4 separate regions of the Mus musculus genome follow, and all the other regions are linked to region 1. The links are chromatin contacts, called in public Hi-C and promoter capture Hi-C maps. All regions are on one chromosome and are shown on one strand. The core of a region is the stretch at or near the end of the contact, and the rest is flanking DNA. Distances in the headings are between cores, read along the strand shown. Region 1 holds the start of Norad (non-coding RNA activated by DNA damage). Region 2 holds the start of Spag4 (sperm associated antigen 4). Region 3 holds the start of Cpne1 (copine I). Region 4 holds the start of Cep250 (centrosomal protein 250).

Evidence for each region. Promoter capture Hi-C pulls out the DNA fragments that hold promoters and counts their contacts. A called contact is a pair of places that touch in the nucleus more often than the background predicts.
Region 2: a promoter capture Hi-C map of liver shows a contact between it and region 1, with 2.1 times the contacts expected there. The contact joins the promoter of Spag4 here to the promoter of Norad in region 1. A contact is called at or near these places in 1 of 39 promoter capture datasets (liver), 1 of 115 datasets of contacts at active chromatin or transcription factors (memory CD8 T cells) and 1 of 9 other capture datasets (adipose tissue).
Region 3: a promoter capture Hi-C map of neutrophils shows a contact between it and region 1, with 2.9 times the contacts expected there. The contact joins the promoter of Cpne1 here to the promoter of Norad in region 1. A contact is called at or near these places in 3 of 39 promoter capture datasets (3T3-L1-derived adipocytes, liver and neutrophils).
Region 4: a contact with region 1 is called in a Hi-C map of B cells, with 11 read pairs. The contact joins the promoter of Cep250 here to the promoter of Norad in region 1. A contact is called at or near these places in 3 of 39 promoter capture datasets (the 3T3-L1 cell line, the C10 cell line and pre-B cells), 1 of 484 Hi-C or Micro-C datasets (B cells) and 1 of 115 datasets of contacts at active chromatin or transcription factors (T-cell acute lymphoblastic leukemia).

What each region holds. Positions count from the first base shown.
Region 1 is chr2:156,389,864-156,394,748 of GRCm38.p6, reverse strand. Norad (non-coding RNA activated by DNA damage) reads left to right here and starts at 1,770. Exons shown (of 1, transcript NR_024329.1): 1 at 1,770-4,885. The region is part of intron 2 of Gm14170 (a long non-coding RNA gene); the gene reads left to right.
Region 2 is chr2:156,062,636-156,067,074 of GRCm38.p6, reverse strand. It overlaps Spag4 (sperm associated antigen 4), which reads right to left and starts at 1,862. Exons shown (of 12, transcript NM_139151.4): 1 at 1,404-1,862; 2 at 837-941; 3 at 442-508; 4 at 209-270. The coding sequence starts at 1,713. It overlaps Gm39970 (a long non-coding RNA gene), which reads left to right and starts at 2,461. Exons shown (of 3, transcript XR_866890.1): 1 at 2,461-3,070.
Region 3 is chr2:156,109,069-156,113,346 of GRCm38.p6, reverse strand. It overlaps Cpne1 (copine I), which reads left to right and starts at 1,382. Exons shown (of 16, transcript NM_170590.3): 1 at 1,382-1,561. Rbm12 (RNA binding motif protein 12) reads left to right here and starts at 1,382. Exons shown (of 3, transcript NM_029397.3): 1 at 1,382-1,561.
Region 4 is chr2:155,954,146-155,958,789 of GRCm38.p6, reverse strand. Cep250 (centrosomal protein 250) reads right to left here and starts at 2,232. Exons shown (of 33, transcript NM_001130000.1): 1 at 2,133-2,232.

The sequences.
Region 1 (4,885 bases), core at 521-3,020:
GCTCATCATTCTCAACATACACGTTTTTTTCTTTCCTTACTAAATAGAAAAGTTCATCTTTTTCACTGAAGGAAGCACTTCATAGCTTTTTTTGTGATGTCCAATTTGCTAAAACCACTATAGCATTGTACTTTGGAACCATAATTAAATAAAAAATGATTTTATGACATTTTATTCTGTCTTTTTTTAAAAATTTGTTTATTTTATGTATGAGTGCTCTATCTGCATGTACACCTGTATGCCAGAAGAGGGCATCAGATCCCATTTATAGATGGTTGTGAGCCACCCTGTGGTAGCTGGGGATTGAACTCAAGACCTTTGGAAGAACAGACAGTGCTCTTAACTGCTGAGCCATCTCTCCAGCCCACATGTGTGTTTGTGTTTTCGTGCGTGTGCGTATGTGAGTGTGCGTTTTAACAGAAGCTAAAGGGGCTTTGGATTCCTTATAGTTACAGGCATCTTGTGCTTCCTGATGTAGGTGCTGGGATCCAAACTCTAGTCCACTGATAGAGCAAGCACTAACTGCTGAGCCATCTCTCCAGGCCCAAGGATAGTGTTGCCATTGGCATGTTTTGTGGGGCAGAAGAGTGCTTATTACACAGCCTTGGCCAACCTGGAACTTGCTGTGTGGTTTGATCATAGTCAGTCGGATAACTGAGAGAGTGACTAACTGACCAGTGAGTGGAAGCAGTAAACAACAGCACACATTACATCCTGGAAGGATGGTATGGGGCATCATGGACTATGGGCAATGTAAAACGTACACAGTGACTATTTGGGAAATTATCCACTTAGTGTTTCTGGGAAGCAGTTCACCTCTGGGTAGCTGAAACGAAAAAGGGAACCCAGGGTCAGGAGAACTACTGTATACCATACGTCACCATCTGCTGTAAGGGCTCTCATCTCTGACCTTGTCCCTGATTCCGCTGACTTTCATGGCACATCTCAAAGCCCTTCAGTGGCTCTCATTTCTGTCTTGTATTCATTGACCAGATCCAACCCTCCTCTCTTCCCTGGCCTTAGCTCTTTGTGGAGCAGGTAAGGCCTATGTGGTCCATTTCATAGCCTGTTAACTGTTTGCTGTTCTCTTCTGTTAGGGAGGCTCTTTACACACACTCTGTGAGACTATGTTATCCCTTGCCTCCTTCAAGACTTTGTTCCAGGGGACTGGAGAGATGGCTCAGCTCAGCTGTCTATAATTCCAGTTCCAGGGCATCTAAAACTTTTACACAGACACAGATAGACAGAAACAGACAGGCAGGCAGACAGACAGACACACGCACACACACACACACCACCGTGGACAGAAACTGTGAGAGGGGTGATGTGGGGGGAGGGGTCCGATTTGCCTTCTTAGCCTCATGGAATAATAAATTCTATGGGGTTGTATTTGAGTAGATAAGAGGCAAGCAGTTCACTATCTTACTAGGTAATTAGTTTATAACACCACTTCTAGTGAGACTAGTGTAGTACTTCAGGCCCTTAGGCGTTTGCCTATAATTATTTTTATAATGTATCACAAATTGCTGGGACTGCTAGTGTGGGCTTTTTCTTTTTTTCTTTTTCACTTTTGGCCTTTTATTCTCCCCTTGGCCTTCTAGTCTCTACAAAAGATGTAAAGAGACTTAAAGAAAAAAAGACCCCCGCCCCCAACCCCAGGCTCCCCCCCCCCCCCCCCCCCCCCGCTCCCGGCCGGAACCTTGCAGTTGGGGAAACGTTAGCTCTCCGGTGGTGTTTTTGCGGGCTTCCGGTGCCGCTCCAGCCTGGGCGAGAAGAATTGCCAAGTCAGTTCCGGCAGAGAGCGCAGCGAGCTCGGGAGTGTGGCCTTCTTCGCCCCGGGCCCCTCACGGCCTCGGCCCGCGCCGGGTGAGCCCGAGGGGCCCGGGAGCAGCCTCGGTCCCTACTCTGCGGACGCCAGGAGCCCTCGCCCTCGAGGCAGCCACCGGCTAGGCCACGCGGCCATTCCGCAGCGACTCTTGCCCTGCCAACGATGCGCCTGCATGGCGGCGGCCTCCCCGACTCCACCGGCGCCCTCTCTCCAGGGCCGGGCCCACCGAGGAGTCCCAGCCAGGCCTTCGAGGACGCCTCGAAAGTGGCGGCGAGCGTGGCATGACGGGAAGAATGGCATCCACCTGAAGGCCAAGGCTGGGCCTTCGGGGCTTCTGCGGCCTAAGGCGGCGGGTCTGAGCAAGAACACTCTGCCATCGCCGGCTCGGGACGGGAGGCCCACCCGTGGCCGAGCACGCAGACCTGGATGAACCGAGGCCTCGATGGGCCTGGACGAAGGTGAGCGGGGCCCCGAATCACGGCGAGAGGAACGATCGATTCTTGGGCCGCGGGTCTTCCCTCCACCCGAGAGAAGCCGAGACGCGACAACCGCAGGCGGCCATTCGGAAACGCTGTCGCCGTAGAAGTCCTGTGTATATAATATGAAAAAGCTGCTCTCAACCTTTCCCCCGACCCTTTTTAGACTTCTGGCTAAATCTGGACGTCTAACTGTAGAGATTGCCGACGCAGGGTAAAGGAGAGGTAGGAGATGACGTGAATACCCAGTCGCCATAAAAAGAAGATCGTGGACACGTCTTCTGCAAGTGATTTTGAAATGGAATTGTTTAGGCCGCCTCTAGAAAGACCCAGGAGCGACACTCGTCCCTGTTTGTTCAGTACCTTAGAGGATCCAGCAGGAGGAAGAAGAGGCCCGGAGCCAGATTGGTCGTGTGAAGAAGACGTGTCTCTCTTTTTTATCCTATTGTATTGTGTATGCATTTTAGTCCTCATTTCTTACCCCCCACACCATGTTTGCGTGTGTGCCTGTGTGTGTGTATTTGAGTGTGTTTGAAAATGCCAGGTTTTGGGGGTAATGTCTTTCTAGCTGCTCTGAAGTGCCTGCCATATTTTATAAGTAGTAAACATGCTGTAAATACCTTTTTGTTAGGATTCATTTGAATTATTGTTTGGAGAAGAAAAGCCAAACCTCTCCTGAGTTGACCGCATTGTGTTTGTGCCCTGGTTCCCAGAAGGAAATCCAGAGCTCTAAGCTACTGTGGTCCGTGAGTGGAAAGGAACCACTATCTCCCACTATCCCATTTTGTTTGGCTTTTCTTTGTACATAGTGTATGTAAAGGACAAAGGGGTCCTAATTTACAACATCTAGTCACTCTAGATGTTAAAGAGGTTGCCAGTGTATGACAAAGTAGAGTTAGTAGAACAACACTTTTTTTTTTTTTTTTTTTTACATTTTGTGTTAAAGTTGTAATTACTCTTGTTACGTGTGCCATTTACTGACTGCTGTGTATATAGTGGACAACAGTCCTTACTTGAAACATCTGGTCTATCTAGATGTTTAGAAGTGCCCAACGTATGTTAAATGTAGAGGTAGTGAAATATCACTTTGTAAATATCTTTTTGCAAACACTCATGAGTCGTTGTCTTTGGGGAGTGGGGTGATGAGCCCTCTGAGCAGTACTGTCTTTACTTGCTCCGGGGTTTGGAGGAGGTGTTGGGAGGCAGTGACAACGGCCATGTAGTGTGTGTGTATATGGGACCTTTTCAGATGCCATTTTTATATTCTTGCATTTTGTTTTGCTGTGTGTATACTGTATATAATGGACAAATATGTCTAAATTTTCAACATCTAGACTCTAGATGTTAAAGAGGTTGCCAATGTATGACAAAGTAGTAAATTTAGCACATAGTGTACACCGTTAAAATTCATAGAAAATTTTGTTCTGTAAATGGCTTGGGGATAGGATTTGCTCAGCTGTATCTAAGCATTACACATACCTATATTTGTCTATTGGTTTGAAGGGAGAAGAAAGTGGGTCGAAGCCCAAATGGTTATGTTTAGAAGATACCTCAGATAATAACCATTGCTTTGCATACAGTTTTATTTACCAGTGCCATGTCAATAGCAGATAAGTTCTTACATGAAACATCTAGTCTTTTAGATATCTGAAAGTGCTTGATACATTTAAAGGTACAGGTAATAGAATAATATTTTGTGTATATAGTTTTTTTAAACTGGAGAAATGCTGTGTGTAGAAGTAGAATTGTTAGCCCGCCTCTGAGAACAGTGTACCGGCTGTGCTTGTTCAGTGGATCAAGGAGGTGGGAGGGAAGGAACTGCAAAAAGATTCCATTTGTGTGCTAGACATTTCTAGCTTACCCATCCCCCTGTGTGTTGTGTGCATCTCATGTAACTTTGCTATGCTGTATATATTGTACATACTGGACAAACGAGTCCTATGATATCTAGTCTCTAGGTATTAAAGAGGTTGCCAATGTATGACAAAAGTAGTTAGTAAACTCACACATTCTGTATACTCTGTTAGTTCATAGCAAGGTTGTCTTCTGAAGAGTTGTGAAAGTGTATCATCCAAGTGACGAGTGACATAGGCACCCGTGCCTATGTCACGGGACACAAGATGGGCTGAAGGGGAAGAAAGGTCGGAGACCAGAATGTCCTCACCAGAAGACACTTGGAGATCTAACTAGTTACATGTGTGTGGTTTCAGTACTACTATGTATATAGGGGACAAATTCATGTCCTCATCTGAAACATCTAGTCCTTCTAGGTGTTTAGAAGTGCACAAAGTATGTTAAAAGTAGACATAGTAAATAATACGTGTTGTAGATTCTGTTTAAACTCATGGTGAAGTGTTGTCTTTTGGAACTAGAAAGAGAAACTGCTTCTGAGCAATGCAGCCTTGCTTGTGCAGGTCTAGGAGGGAGGAAGAAAATGAATGAAGAGCCTAATGCTGATGCAAGTTTGGTAATACAAGGTTATCCATTGTTGCTTATATCTGTGCATCTTACTTTGCAATGTATAGAAAACATAGGTCCAAATTTGCAGCACCCAGTCTTCCTAGACTGTAAAGGTGCCAGT
Region 2 (4,439 bases), core at 613-3,112, 330 kb after region 1:
AGAGGAAAGGTGTCCTCTGATGTAAGAGGACAAGGAAGAAAGCAAGGAGTTGGGGTGAAACCTAGGGCTGCCGGAGCACACTCGGGAGACCAAGATGGGGGGGGTCACTAGAATGGGCTGAAGGCCACCAAGACGGAGTTCGGGGGGGGGGGGCTGGACTTGGCCCCAAACCTGCAGAGCTGGGTCCCAGGGAATCGATGCTCCTCACCTGCCAGAAAGATGCTCAGGAGCGACACAGCAGTGAACAGGAAGCGGATGGAGCAGATTTCCCTAAAGAACAGGAGTGGAAGCTGCTGCCTAGAGGCCCTGAACCACTCAAGCCTCGACCGTGGGGGTCCTAGACCCGCCCAGTTTCTGGGAACTCAAGCAGATCTGGATCTGCTCTAGCCTGGGTGGGGCCAGCCCTGCTGCCCTTCCCTGAGCCCTGCCGTTCCCTCTGACCTGCACACACAGACCAGCCCATCGACTGCCAGGGATAACACCATGCTCAGCACCTGAAAGAGGAGGCCTAGGGACGGAGACCGGAGAAGCAGCTCAGAGAGGGTGATCCATGAAGGTGAGGTAGTGCAGGTTCAGAAGGGCTCAAGAGAAGCCGGGGTGGGGACTGGGGTGGTGCGGAGGACAAGAGTCTGGGGCTCAGGAGGCAAGGGTCGTTTGGGGAAATGAGCTGAGGCTGGACACTAGGGCACAGGCTCGAGGAGGAGAACTGGGAACAGGGGCGGGGGTCCGAGAGCAGAGGTCAAAGGGCATCTGGGCTGGTTTCTCTGACTCAGACTCAGCAGAAATGGGGTTCTGAGTGCCAAGGTCAGAGGGGATGGGGCTGGCCTGGCTCGTACTCAGGAAGCTCTTGGACACCCTCGGGGTAGGCATCTCCTGCCTCAGATCCAGGATCGGGAGAAGGTTGAGTTGTTCCTCCAAAACTACAGAAGATCCAGACGGTTCTGCAAGAGCCCAGGGCACCATTGAGGTTTTGTGCACCACAGGCCCGCTCTTCCCCTCGGGGCCCGGGCGCAGGCTCCTGACCCTAGTGCCAAACAGCTGGGCAGCCTCTCAAACAGGCTTTTAGTCCAGGCCTTTGCCCCAGGTCACACTCCCTGCACACGCCCAGACCCGGAGCTGGAGAGTCTCAATCAGTGGAAACCGCCCCCCAGTCTGAGTCCCCGTGCGGCCGGACTAGGGTCACACTCACGCCGGCCCTGCGGCACCTCCTCAGCCATGCCCAGGCACAGGATTTCCTCCGCCCCCTCCCGGGACCGGCCATGGCACCGAGCTCGCCCCCGAGGGACACGTGTCGAGCACGTCCCCTCGTGAGCCAGGTCGGGGCTTCTGCACCCAGGTCCGCGCCGGGCCCCGCCCCCGAGCCCGCCCCGCCCTCTCGCCCCCGGGTTCGACCCCGCCCGCACCCGAGGCCCCGCCCCTCACGGTTGCCGCGCCACAGGCGGTCTGCCCATTGTGGCTCCGAGGCGCCAGCTTCGGCCGAGAGCTTCCTGCCCATGTGTCTCCTCCGGGCATTCCTGGGCTTAAGGCGGGCTCACCACAGCTCGAGCCCCGGGCCCTTCTGCCCTCGGGCTCCCCGAGCTCCGGCCCAGCGGACCGGCGCCCATTGCTGTCCCCCGAAGTCGCGCTGTGGGAACTATTGCTGTTCTCGCTGTAGAAGTTGGGTGTGTGATTATGAGAGGATGCGGCCGAGCCTGAGCGGGGGCTCCGCCGCATCCTGACCTGGGCTACCCCTCTGGGAAGCCGAAGTCGCCGCAGCCAAAGCCCTCGGCCCTTCCTCAGCTGCCTCGCGCCGCAGGGTAGCACCCTGCGTGAGCCCCGCGGCGGCTCGGCCGACCCTCCCGCTGCTGTGCTGTTGTCACCGTCACAGAGGAGCCGCGTCACAGAGCGCCCGTGACGTCACTGGGAGCCAGCAGCCCATCCCCCTTTCCTGATACATTTTTGTTCATGGTTTGGGTGTGTGTGTGTGTGTGTGTGTGTCCATCCAGAAGTTGATCTCTGCTGCTGTCTTCTCCTGCTCCCCACCTTAGCTTTCGAGATAGATTCTCTCTTTCTGAACCTGGGGCTCACTTTTTTGTTTTGTTTTTTCAACTAGGCCCCAGCGGTTCTCAATCTTCCTAATGCTGCGACCTTTAAATACAGTTCCTCATGTTGGGTGACCTCCAACCATAAAATTATTCTCATTGTTATTTCATAACTATATTTTTGTTGGACTGGAAAGGTGGCTCAGCGGTTAAGAGCACTCACTGCTCTTCCAGTGGTCCTGAGTTCAATTCCCAGCAACCACATGGTGGCTCACAACCATCTGTAATGGGATCCGATGCCCTTTTCTGGTGTGTCTGAAGACAGCAACTGTGTACTCATATACATAAAATAAATAAGTCTTTAAAAGAAAACCTGTAATTTTGCTACTGTTATGAATAAACTTTTGGAGATAGAGGTTTGCAAAGGAGGTCCCGACCCACAGTTTGAGAACCATTGAACGAGGGCTGGGACGACTCCATGGTTCCACTTGTCCCTACTCCCACAGAGCTTCAGTGACAGGCAAGTACCACAGCACCCTCTGTTTATGTGGATTCGGGGTTTACAAGCAAGTCCTCATGCTTAGGCAGCAAGCGTGAGGTTTATCCACTGGGCCATCTCAACTCCTCCTCTCTGTTCTGAGTCACGGTCTCTTACAAGTTTGACTAGAGAGCTAACCAACGGGTCCTAGGGATTCTGCTGTTTCTCTCTCTTCAGAGTCGGGATCACAGTCCCCTGAGCTCTGGTCTGTCGCTTTTTACCTACAGTGCTGGGTATCTGCACATGGGTCCCCGGGCTTCCGCACATTTTATTGATTATGACATTGCCCCAATCTCCTATGTAATTTAGACAAGAGGTTTTGCTTTGATTCTTTTGCTAGCCTGGTACTGGATATATAACCCAGGATGGTCCCGAGTCAGGACCATACTCCCGGTACAGTCTCCCAAGCCTGAGACTATGGGCATGTCATCATGTCCATCATGACCAGCTACAATGGCACCTAGATTTTGTTCACTTCTGTATCCTGCAGTACCTAGACGGGTCTAGCCTGGTAAGTGCCCTAGTATTTAGGGAAGCAGTAAATATTAGGAAGGAACAGAGCATCATCCAACACACTAAAACATTTATTATGGCCCCTCCTATTCACTTTTAAAACAGAGTCTCACTATGCAGCCAAAGCCAGTCTGGAGCTCAGATCTGCCTGCCTCCCCCACCTCCCAAGCTCTGAGGTAAAGGCATGTACCACAACTCCCAGCTGAGAGAGAGACAGAGGGACAGAGAGACAGAGAGACAGAGAGAGAAAGAGACAGAGACAGAGACAGACAGAGAGAGAATAAGCTTTAAGCTCGGCAACAAGTGCCTTTACCTGCTGAGCCATCTTGCTATCCTAGAACCACATTTTGAATAACTACATGCTTGTATCTAATTAATGTCTGTACCAGGAACAGCAACAATGTAGTGCAACCTGCAAGATTTACACAGGGAGTCTGTCAGCTCCCGAGGGAAAAGGACTTACTTCTCTGAGATCATGTTGCATCACAGGTTTGAATTTGGGAATCCTGACCCAGCAAGGTGGTAGCACACTTCTTTAATCCTAACACTATGGAGGCCAAAGTAGAAGGATCTCTGAGTTCTGAATTCAAGGCCAGTCTAGTCTCCATAAAGAGTTCCAGGACAGCTAGAGCTATATAAAACCACAATGACAAAAACAGAATTCCAAAATCCTGCACCCACCCGGTGTTTTTCTTCTCACATCACATCTTACTTAGAATGCTAATCAGCTTGGGGAAGTGGCAGTTCTTAGAGGCTGAGGTATAAAGACAGTCTGTTCTGCTAAGCTGTGTTCCAGTCCAGAGGAGGTTCTTGTATTGTACCAGGCTCTAGAGAGGTGACATTACTATGTTTCATTAGATTCCATAGAGCCCCGGAGGCAAGCAAAGCAGGAAGCCCATCTGACCCTGCCCTGGGTCTGTTCGAAAATTCCACTGGATTGCAGTTTCTCTGACAGAGGAAGGTGAAGCCTCCTCAGCATTTAAGTACCTTGTCATTGTCACCTAACCTGGATCTTACTTGAAAAGAGAGCGACCTGGCAGGAGAGATGGCCCAGTGGTTCAGAGCACTGTCCTTGAGGACTGAGTTCAGTTCCCAGCACCCACATGACAGCTCACAGCTGTCTGTAACTCCAGTTGCTGAGGATCTGGCGCCTCTCACAGACATGCAGGCAGAACACCAATGCACATAAAAAGAAATAAATCTCAAAGTAAAAAAAAAAAAAAAAAAAAGCAACCTTGGACCTCCTTAACCAACAGTACAAAGGGAGGTTTCCATGCCTGGCACTAGAGATTTTGGTAGTCTTTGGCTCTTGAGAGGAGCATTATCACCCATGTCACACACACACAACATTCACATGTATAGTACAC
Region 3 (4,278 bases), core at 133-2,632, 280 kb after region 1:
CTCTCTCTCTCTCTCTCTCTCTCTCTCTCTCGCACACACACACACACAAAATCAAGGGGCAGAGTCTGGTAGAGCCTAGGTCTCCCTGTATAATCAAATACTGGGGATTATAGGAAATATTGAAAGATATTTTACTCTTTTTATATTTATTTTTATTAATGTCTCTGTGTGAGAGTTTGTACATATTAGTGTCGCTGCCTACAGAGGCCAGAGGAGGGAGTCAGATTTGAGGCTGGAGTTACAGGAGGTTGTGAGCCACTCCATGTAGCTCATAGAATTTAAGATGCCAGGAAGAGCAGTATGAGCTTTTAACCTTTGAGACATCTCTCCAGCCCCATGGCAGAAGAATATTTTCTCTTCCTTCCTTCCTTCCTTCCTTCCTTCCTTCCTTCCTTCCTTCCTTTCTTCCTTTCTCTCTCTCTCTCTCTCTCTCTCTCTCTCTCTCTCTCTCTCTCTCTCTCTCTCTCTCTCTCTCTCTCTCTCTCTTTCTTTCTTTCTTTCTTTCTTTCTTTCTTTCTTTCTTTCTTTCTTTCTGTGTGTGTTTAAGACAGGGTTTCTCTGTGTAGTGCTGGCTGGTCTCAAACTCAGAAATCTGCCTGCCTCTGCCTCCCAAGTGCGGGGATTAGAGGCTTGTGCCACCACTGCCAAGCAGGATTATTTTCTCTTTCTTTCTTTCTTTCTTTCTTTCTTTCTTTCTTTCTTTCTTTCTTTCTTTCTTTCTTTCTTTCTTTCTTTCTTTCTTTCTTTCTTTCTTTCTTTCTCTTCCTTCCTTCCTTCCTTTTTCTTTCTTTCTTTCTTTCTTTTCTTTCTCTCTCTTTCTTTCTCTTTCTTTCTTTCTTTCTTTCTTTCTTTCTTTCTTTCTTTCTTTCTTTCTTTCTTTCTTTCTTTCTTTCTTTCTTTCTTTCTTTCTTTCTTTCTTTCTTTCTTTCTTTCTTTCTTTCTTTCTTTCTTTCTTTCTTTCTTTTTTGGTTTTTCGAGACAGGGTTTCTCTGTATAGTCCTGGCTGTCCTGGAACTCACTCTGTAGCCCAGGCTGGCCTCGAACTCAGAATTCGCCTGCCTCTGCCTCCCATTTTTTTTTTTTTCAATAGTCAAAAAAAGGTTCAAGCTTTTGCTTCTTGGTGCGTTTAATCCTCAAGACAGTTCTGCAGTGAAGGCATTGTTTTTCTCCCTTCACGGGGGTCTCCAAGAGCCAAAGGAGCCTGTACTTTAAAAGCTCTGCAAGGAACCTTGGACAATAGCTTCAGGTCTGACTTTGCAAACAGCTACTAAAATACCGGGTTCACCACAAATACCTGCAACTTCCGAGCTTTTGCCCCCACCCCAAATCCTCAGCGCGCCTGCGTCTCCCATCAGGTGACGTCGGCAGCGGCGCCCCGCCTACTCCGGGAACGCGGAGCGCCGGAGCGGGCGGGCGGCCATTTTGTGAAGCGGCTGTGGAGGTGTTGGCTGCAGTGGGCTCCGGGAAAGCCGTTCGGGCTGGGGCTGTCGGCCGCAGGGCTGAGGCACTCGCGCGGGGGGTAACTCGGGTCTGGGTTCTGGTGCCGCGCAAGCTCTCCCCGGTAAGACTCCCGCAGCCCCGGAACGGGCGGGGCTGTGCGGGGCTCGAGCCGCCTCCTTGGTGCCTCGGGGCGGGGCCTTCCCAGGCCTCGGAGCCCGCGGCCGCGAGCGCCCAACACAAAGGGTCGCGGCGGGGCTGCGGGGGTCCTGGGGCGCCGCTCACGCTCCGGGGCCTCCGAGGATGCGAAAGGTGGAGTCTGCGTGCCGAAGTGGGAGCAGGGCCTTAGCGGGGATGCCCGGTGGTCCTGAGAGGGGAAGCGGCCAGCATCGGGTGGCCTCGCGGCCTGCGAACTACCGGGTCGGGGGGGGGGGGATTGCGATGAAAACGCCTGCACGCTTAGTGGGGAAGGCTTCGTTGGCTTTAAGCGGGAACGAGGTTTTAACTCTCACCTCTGCCCCGAAGTGAAGAGGTCCTAGTGGCCTATGACCTGCAAAAGTGGACTACACTAGGGACATTCCTATGGGGAGGAAAGGTGTCCTGGGAGGCTGGGAACCGGTCGCTTTTAGGGCCTGGAGGTGCAGGGATTGCAGTGTATAGCTTCCTAGGTCTAGCGCTGAGGAGGGGCTTCCTAAGTGTAGGTGATTGGAGCCGCCCTGTAGGTCGGAGAGGCTTGAAGAATTGTAGCTAGGATGGCTGGTCCTTGATTCCCAACTAGGGGAGGGGCTGCTATCTGCAGCACCTTTGGGAGTTGGAGGAAGGAGGGTGGGTGTCTTAGATAGCTTACTTACTGTCTGAAGGTTGGCGGCGCCACTTTGCAGCCGCGTAAAATAGAAGGAAAGGCATTTTAAAGATCTACAGGTTAGTATTGGGGTATGGACTAACGTAGCAGGTTGGAGTGCCCGTGTTAGTAAGCGAGTTAGTAACCTAAGTGTGTGTTTTATTGGAAGTTCTAAGGAGTCCCCTGTGGTTTATTCAAGTGCTAAAGATCCATTCATTCTGGTAGATAAAGTTGCGAATTACAGGCTGTGTTGCAGAAGTATTCTGGGTCCTAAAGCCTTCTTGGCTCCTAGATTCCGAGATGACTGAGTGTGTGCAGTTGGCAGAAACCATTTTATTGTGTACGTTAAGATTTAAGTTGATGCGAATCTTATTATATGACTTGGTGGGAAAAAACTAGGATGGATGGCAACTCAAGGGAGAGACTATTTCTTTCAGGGCTTTTTGGATAGTTTGAGCTGTAATTTTTGGTGAACTTCAGTCTTAGAAACAAAAATTGTCCGGGACCTTGTTAACCATTGTATACTGTTAAAATGTTAAAGAGCGTTTGCAGTTGGAAAAAAATCCTACAAAAAAATCTTTATTTAAAAAAAATAGGTAAATAAAACTGATGTACTTGTTTTTGAAACTTGTTGCTTTTGATGAGATGGAGACTTTTGGATTTGTAGAAAGTGATTGTGGAAGAACTGTTCACATAACTTCGAATATAATTTTGGAAGGAAATGAAATGTTTGTGTTTAGGTGATTTCACAAGGCGTATTGGATAGTTTATCAAAACGTGTTATATTTTTATATCACCTTGTGTTTGATTAAATGTTGGTCACTGTGGATTGTAATGTATAATTTTATGTTCGGATCTGAGACCATCAAACCACTGTGGTGGTTACTGCTCTAGGCTACTAGTTATATACTTTAGGCTTCTTTTACAATTTTGTGGCATGTTGAATGTTTTGATTGGTTGCATATTGAACATTTGGGAGTTGTTGGTACAGTTCTTAGGTGTAAAACTTATTATATCATTAAACTTCTGTTTTATACTGTGTGCCAGATGCTAGACCCCACTGCCAGTCAGAAAGTCCCACTTGAGTTTGCAGAGAGCTGCTGTGCTGTTTGGATCTTGGGGGTTTGCTTGTTTGTTCCTCACTGGCCATAGGATCTTGTAACTTAGACTCACATTGAACTCTTAAGTTGGTGGAGTCACTAGTAACAGTTGACTTTTGATACTTAGTTAGAATACATGATTTTTTTTTCTGAAAATGTAATTAGTTTTACATTCTATACTAATTTCTAAATCTCCCCCTAAAATGCAGAGTCCACCTTAAAAATCTAAAACCTAGCCTACAGTTTTTGAGTGAGTAGGTATTTGCCTGTCTTCATGCCTGGTGTTCTCAGAGGCCAGAAGAGAGGGGGTCGAATCTGGAGTTACAGAAGGTTGTGAGCTGCCTGCCCTGTGGGTGCAGGGAGTCATGGAGCCTCTGGAAGAGCAGCCAGTGATCTTAACCACTGGGCAGATTCTCCAGCCCTCTCCTCTACATAGTTGTAATAAATACTAATTAAAATGAGTGCTCACTAAAAGTTGTAGGCAGACTAAACAGAAAAGTAATTTCACTTGTAGTTCCAGCAGCTTTACTGCCAACCACCTATGTACCTTTGGTTTGCAGAGTTTTACGTTTAAAGCTAGCTTTTAAGACTAAAAGCCATAGTGAAAGAAAATGTGGTTACTTAAGCTAGAAGTAATATTTTTATTTTGAAGTATAAATGAATAAAAATTTATTTATTTCAAGACAGGGTTTCTCTGTGTAGTCCTGGGACTCTCTGTGTAGACCAGGCTGGCCTTGAATTCAGAAATCCTCCTGCCTCTGCCTCGAAAGTGCTGGGATTAAAGACCTGCACCACCACTGCCCGGCTAAAAAGGATATTTTTGTTGGTATCATTAATAACAGTATTAAATTTTTTTGGCAGGAGGAACATCTTATTTACAAATGTCTTGATTTGCTGCCT
Region 4 (4,644 bases), core at 983-3,482, 440 kb after region 1:
CCAGGCGTGGTGGCGCACACCTTTAATCCCAGCACTTGGGAGGCAGAGGCAGGCGTGACTATGTGTGACTTGTAACTACCTGGAGGATGCAAGGGTCTCTTCAACTTCTAATGCCCCCAGACACACATACAAAGCACTCATACATATGAAATAAAAATAAATAAAATCCCAAAAAAGAGAAAAAAAGATGAGCCAGGCGTGGTGGTGCACGCCTTTAATCCCAGCACTTGGGAGGCAGAGGCAGGCGGATTTCTGAGTTTGAGGCCAGCCTGGTCTACAGAGTGAGTTCCAGGACAGCCAGGACTACACAGAGAAACCCTGTCTCAAAAAAAAAAAAAAAAAAAAAAAAAGGAAAGGATGAAAGAAAAGTAGGATTCAGAAAATGGCAATGTAAGCTGGACATGATGGTGCACTCCTTTGATCCCTGCGAGTGGGAGGCAGGAGGTAGTAGATCCCTGAGTTTGAGGCCAGATTGCTCTTGCAGGGCATGCAAATTCAGTTCTCATCACATACTAACAGCTGCCTCTAACTCAGTTCCAGGAGGTCTACAGCTCTGATACCTGCATTTGTATCCACTCTGCTGCCCCCATACACATAATTAAAACAAAATTTTGTTGTTGTTTTTTGTTTGTTTGTTTGTTGTTTTTCGAGACAGGGTTTCTCCGTGTAGCCCTGGCTGTCCTGGAACTCACTTTGTAGACCAGGCTGGCCTCAAACTCAGAGATCCGCCTGCCTCTGCCTCCCAAGTGCTGGGATTAAAGGCGTGCGCCACCACACCCGGCTTAAAACTAAATATTTTTTACATGGGAGCATGGTTCCACAGGTAAGGAGTTGGCCTAATGATTCTAACCCACACGAAGGCTAAAGACATCTCCACAACGTCCTCTATAGCCTTCACGTGTCCACCAGGCGCAACTGGTTAGTAGCAAAGCGGAAATCAAAGTCTAATTCAATTCCAAATTCTATTCTCATTTCATTAGCTGCCAAAATCAAAAAATATAAAACTCACAGCACTGCAGAGCATTTCCTAAGGGGAATGAATTAATGACATCCACACCTGAAGCTTTCTGAGGTAATTTGAGCAAAATGTGACAATATGTTCCTGCAGCACAGGGTGTAGATGTACCAGTAAGACAGTGCAGAGCTGGCCTTGATTTTTGTTAAGAAAACTATCGATTTGGTAATATTATCAATCCTACTTCATAAGCTTTCTCAGGGCCCAGCCTAGACTCACAGGCCTGAAATCTCAACACTGACTGGCTGCATAAGACGCTGGGTTAAAAAAAAAAGCAGCCCTTTTATTGAAACGTGAGTTGCAACCCTGACCTCCATATCTTACAGGCTAACGTATAAACAGCAAACTAAAGGCAATCTAGTTAAGTCATAATATTCGTAGGGGGTTCTAGCTCATTGTGAAACTTGATTTATAAGTGCTTGTTTCTTCGTGCATAAAACGTGAATATACAGAACGCACACCATAGATCGCTGCATGGATTAAAGGGGCCTTTGTAGGTAATGCATTTAATAGAGCTGTCATCTTTCGACTATTCAGTAACTTTTTTTTAGTTACTAGTAGTCATCATAGGGCATAAGAGTTGAAAAAAAAGGACATGATTTCTAACAAGCCCAGAACAAGAAAGAGTGGCAGAACACTGACTTGGGCAAAGTTCGCAAAAGGCAAGAATCTGATCAGTTGAGCCTGGAGCAGGCCTCAAGAAAGATTTTTAAAGAAGTGATCTTTGAGTTCTGAAAAATCAAAGTTCTGATAATGGGGCAGTGGGCTGAGAGCGGACTTTCAGGGGAAGATCACATGCAAAGCCGTATGAGCACAGGGCGCTGCAAAACTCCCGGGTGCACGGAGCGTGATCCGCAGGGCGCGCAGCATCTCATCCCGTCAGCTCCGGGCTACGACAGTGGGCCACCCGAGTGTGAGGTTCTCTGGGCGGCGGCTGCAGCAGGAAACTGAGGCAGGCAGGCCCCGACCACTGGGACAGGTCCCAGCCCCTCTCTGGGCCCGGGGTGCCTCCCGGGATACAGGAAGCCGCTGTCCAGGCGACATCCCCGCGGGCGCCCAGGCCCTGGACCTCGGACCGTTACGCTCAGCGCCTCCCGCCTGCCCCTGCCCACCTCACCAGAGTCGGTTCCCGGGGATCCCGAAGCGCTCCGCAGCTACCGAGGCCGCTGCAGCAACCTGCAGGCCCGGCCTGGGGCCGCCCTCAGTCTGGAGGCCAGGCCCCGCCCGTCAAACTCCCGCCCTTTCGTGGGGAACCGCCCAGCCCAGTCCAGCCGAGCGCCGGGAATGAGTGCGCCGCTGCAAACCTCTCGCCATATTAAGTACTGGCAGCCAACTTACTAGAGAAGCCCAAAAGGAAAGGGGGGGATATAGTGAGACCAAGGTCGCTCTCCAAAAGTAAAGACAGTCACCGTCTCTGAATTCTAGCACTGAACGTTCTGAGGTGGAGAAGAAACACTCGCCCGTAAGCTCCCGCCTGTGGCTTCAGAGTTAAGTACTGCGCATGCGTGTAGCCAAGGTCTCGGTGCACCTGCGCACTGTCTCACCAACAAAGCCAAGTACAGTAACTGGGTGAAAGCACCTAGCTCCAGTTAAATCTGGGCAAACGAATGTCTCAGCTTTAGATCTTTACTGATCCTCCACGCAGCCCCAGGAAACAGAACATTCGCAAACAACTGTGTCGTTGGCTACTTTGTCCGGTTATGACTACCGCTACTTGACTGCGTTCCGCTAGGAACGGGGAGTTATTTTGATAATATATTGTACAATCATTATTGACGCATTTTCTTAGCATTGATTTTTTTCATTTATTTATTTATTTATTTTGGTTTTTCGAGTCAGGGTTTCTCTGTGTAGCCCTGGCTGTCCTGGAACTCACTCTGTAGACCAGGCTGGCCTCAAACTCAGAGATCCGCCCGCCTCTGCCTCCCAAGTGCTGGGATTAAAGGCGTGCGCCACCACTGCCCGGCTTTTCTTTCTCTTTCTCTCTTTCTCTCTTTCTCTCTTTCTCTCTTTCTCTCTTTCTCTCTTTCTTTCTTTCTTTCTTTCTTTCTTTCTTTCTTTCTTTCTTTCTTTCTTTCTTCCTTCCTTCCTTCCTTCCTTCCTTCCTCCCTCCCTCCCTCCCTCCCTCCCTCCCTCCCTCCCTCCCTTCCTTCTTCCCCTTCTTTCTTTCTTTCTTCCTCCCTCCCTCCCTCCTTTCTTTCTTCCTCCCTCCCTCCCTCCCTTCTTTCTTTCTTTCTTTCTTTCTTTCTTTCTTTCTTTCTTTCTTTCTTTCTTTCTTTCTTTCTTTCTTTCTTTTGTGTGTGTGTGAATTTTTTATTCATTTATATTAGTACACTGTAGCTGTCTTCAGACACACCAGAAGAGGGCGTCCGATCCCATTACAGATGGTTGTGAGCACCATGAGGTTGCTGAGAATTGAACTCAGGACCTCTGGAAAAGCAGTCACTGCTATATAACCCCTGAGCCATCTCTCCAGGCCAGCATTAAATTTTTATTTGATTCCCAGTTGGTTATAATTTTAGTAGAGACAAAACAAACAAATAAGCAAAAACAAAGAAATGAATCATCTCAGTATATACCAAGACACGAGGTGGGACTTGACACTTCGATTCAATTCCTGAAGACTCAGTAGACCAAAGGTGAAGCCAGGAATCTGCATTCTTGCAAATACCCCAGATGATTATGCACTATGGGAACTACACGAGACAGAGTCCTTCTTGGGCATCTGTGACTCTAGCACACAGTACAAGGCCATCTGATACAAAACAGATGCCCAGAAGTGTTGAGTGAACTAATTAATGTATAGGTGGTGTGAGGTGGTGTGAACATGAGAGAGCCAGACAGCTGAACAGTGGAGGCACACGCCTTTACACCCAGCCCTGGGGAAACAGAGGCAGGCAGATCTCTGAGTTAGAGCCTGGTCTACAGGAGGAGTTCCAGAACATTCTGAATTATACACGGGGTTGGGGGTTGGCGGGCAGGGAGAAGGGAAAGAGAGGAGAGAGCTAGGGAACAGAGATAAACACCCTATAGCTTTTTAAACGTTTTAGGTTTTTGGGGTTAGTTGGTTGGTTGGTTGGTTTTTCAAAATAGGGCTTCTCTGTGTAGCCCTGGTTGTTCCACCAAAGTGCTGGGATTAGAGGCAAAGACACCACTGCCAGGCAACAAGATAATTTTTGAGAAATAAAACTTACTCTATGTTTTCCCATCATGGTTTCTTGTTTCTTTCATAGAAATTCTGCCTTTTATTTACTGACTTATTGTTTTCACATGTTTCCTCTCTGAAATTTAAGTTTCATAAACTTGTGAGAGTGAGTTATTCTGAATGCTTCATGTATAGTCTCATAGGCATTGAGTAAGTATCCATTGAACTGTATAAGTCAAGTCATCCTCATAGTTTTTTTTTTAAAAAGTTGCTCTTTAAGCTCTCACCCTTCTTACTCTCATTTCTAGCCCTCCTTCTCTCCCTCCCTCTCCCCTTCTTTCCACATGGCCATGGCCAGCCTCTCTCTCTCTCTCTCTCTCTCTCTCTCTCTCTCTCTCTCTCTCTCTCTCTCTCTCTCTCCCTCCCTCCCTCCCTCCCTCCCTCCCTCTCTCTCTCTCTCTCTCTCTTTCTTTCTTTCTTTCTT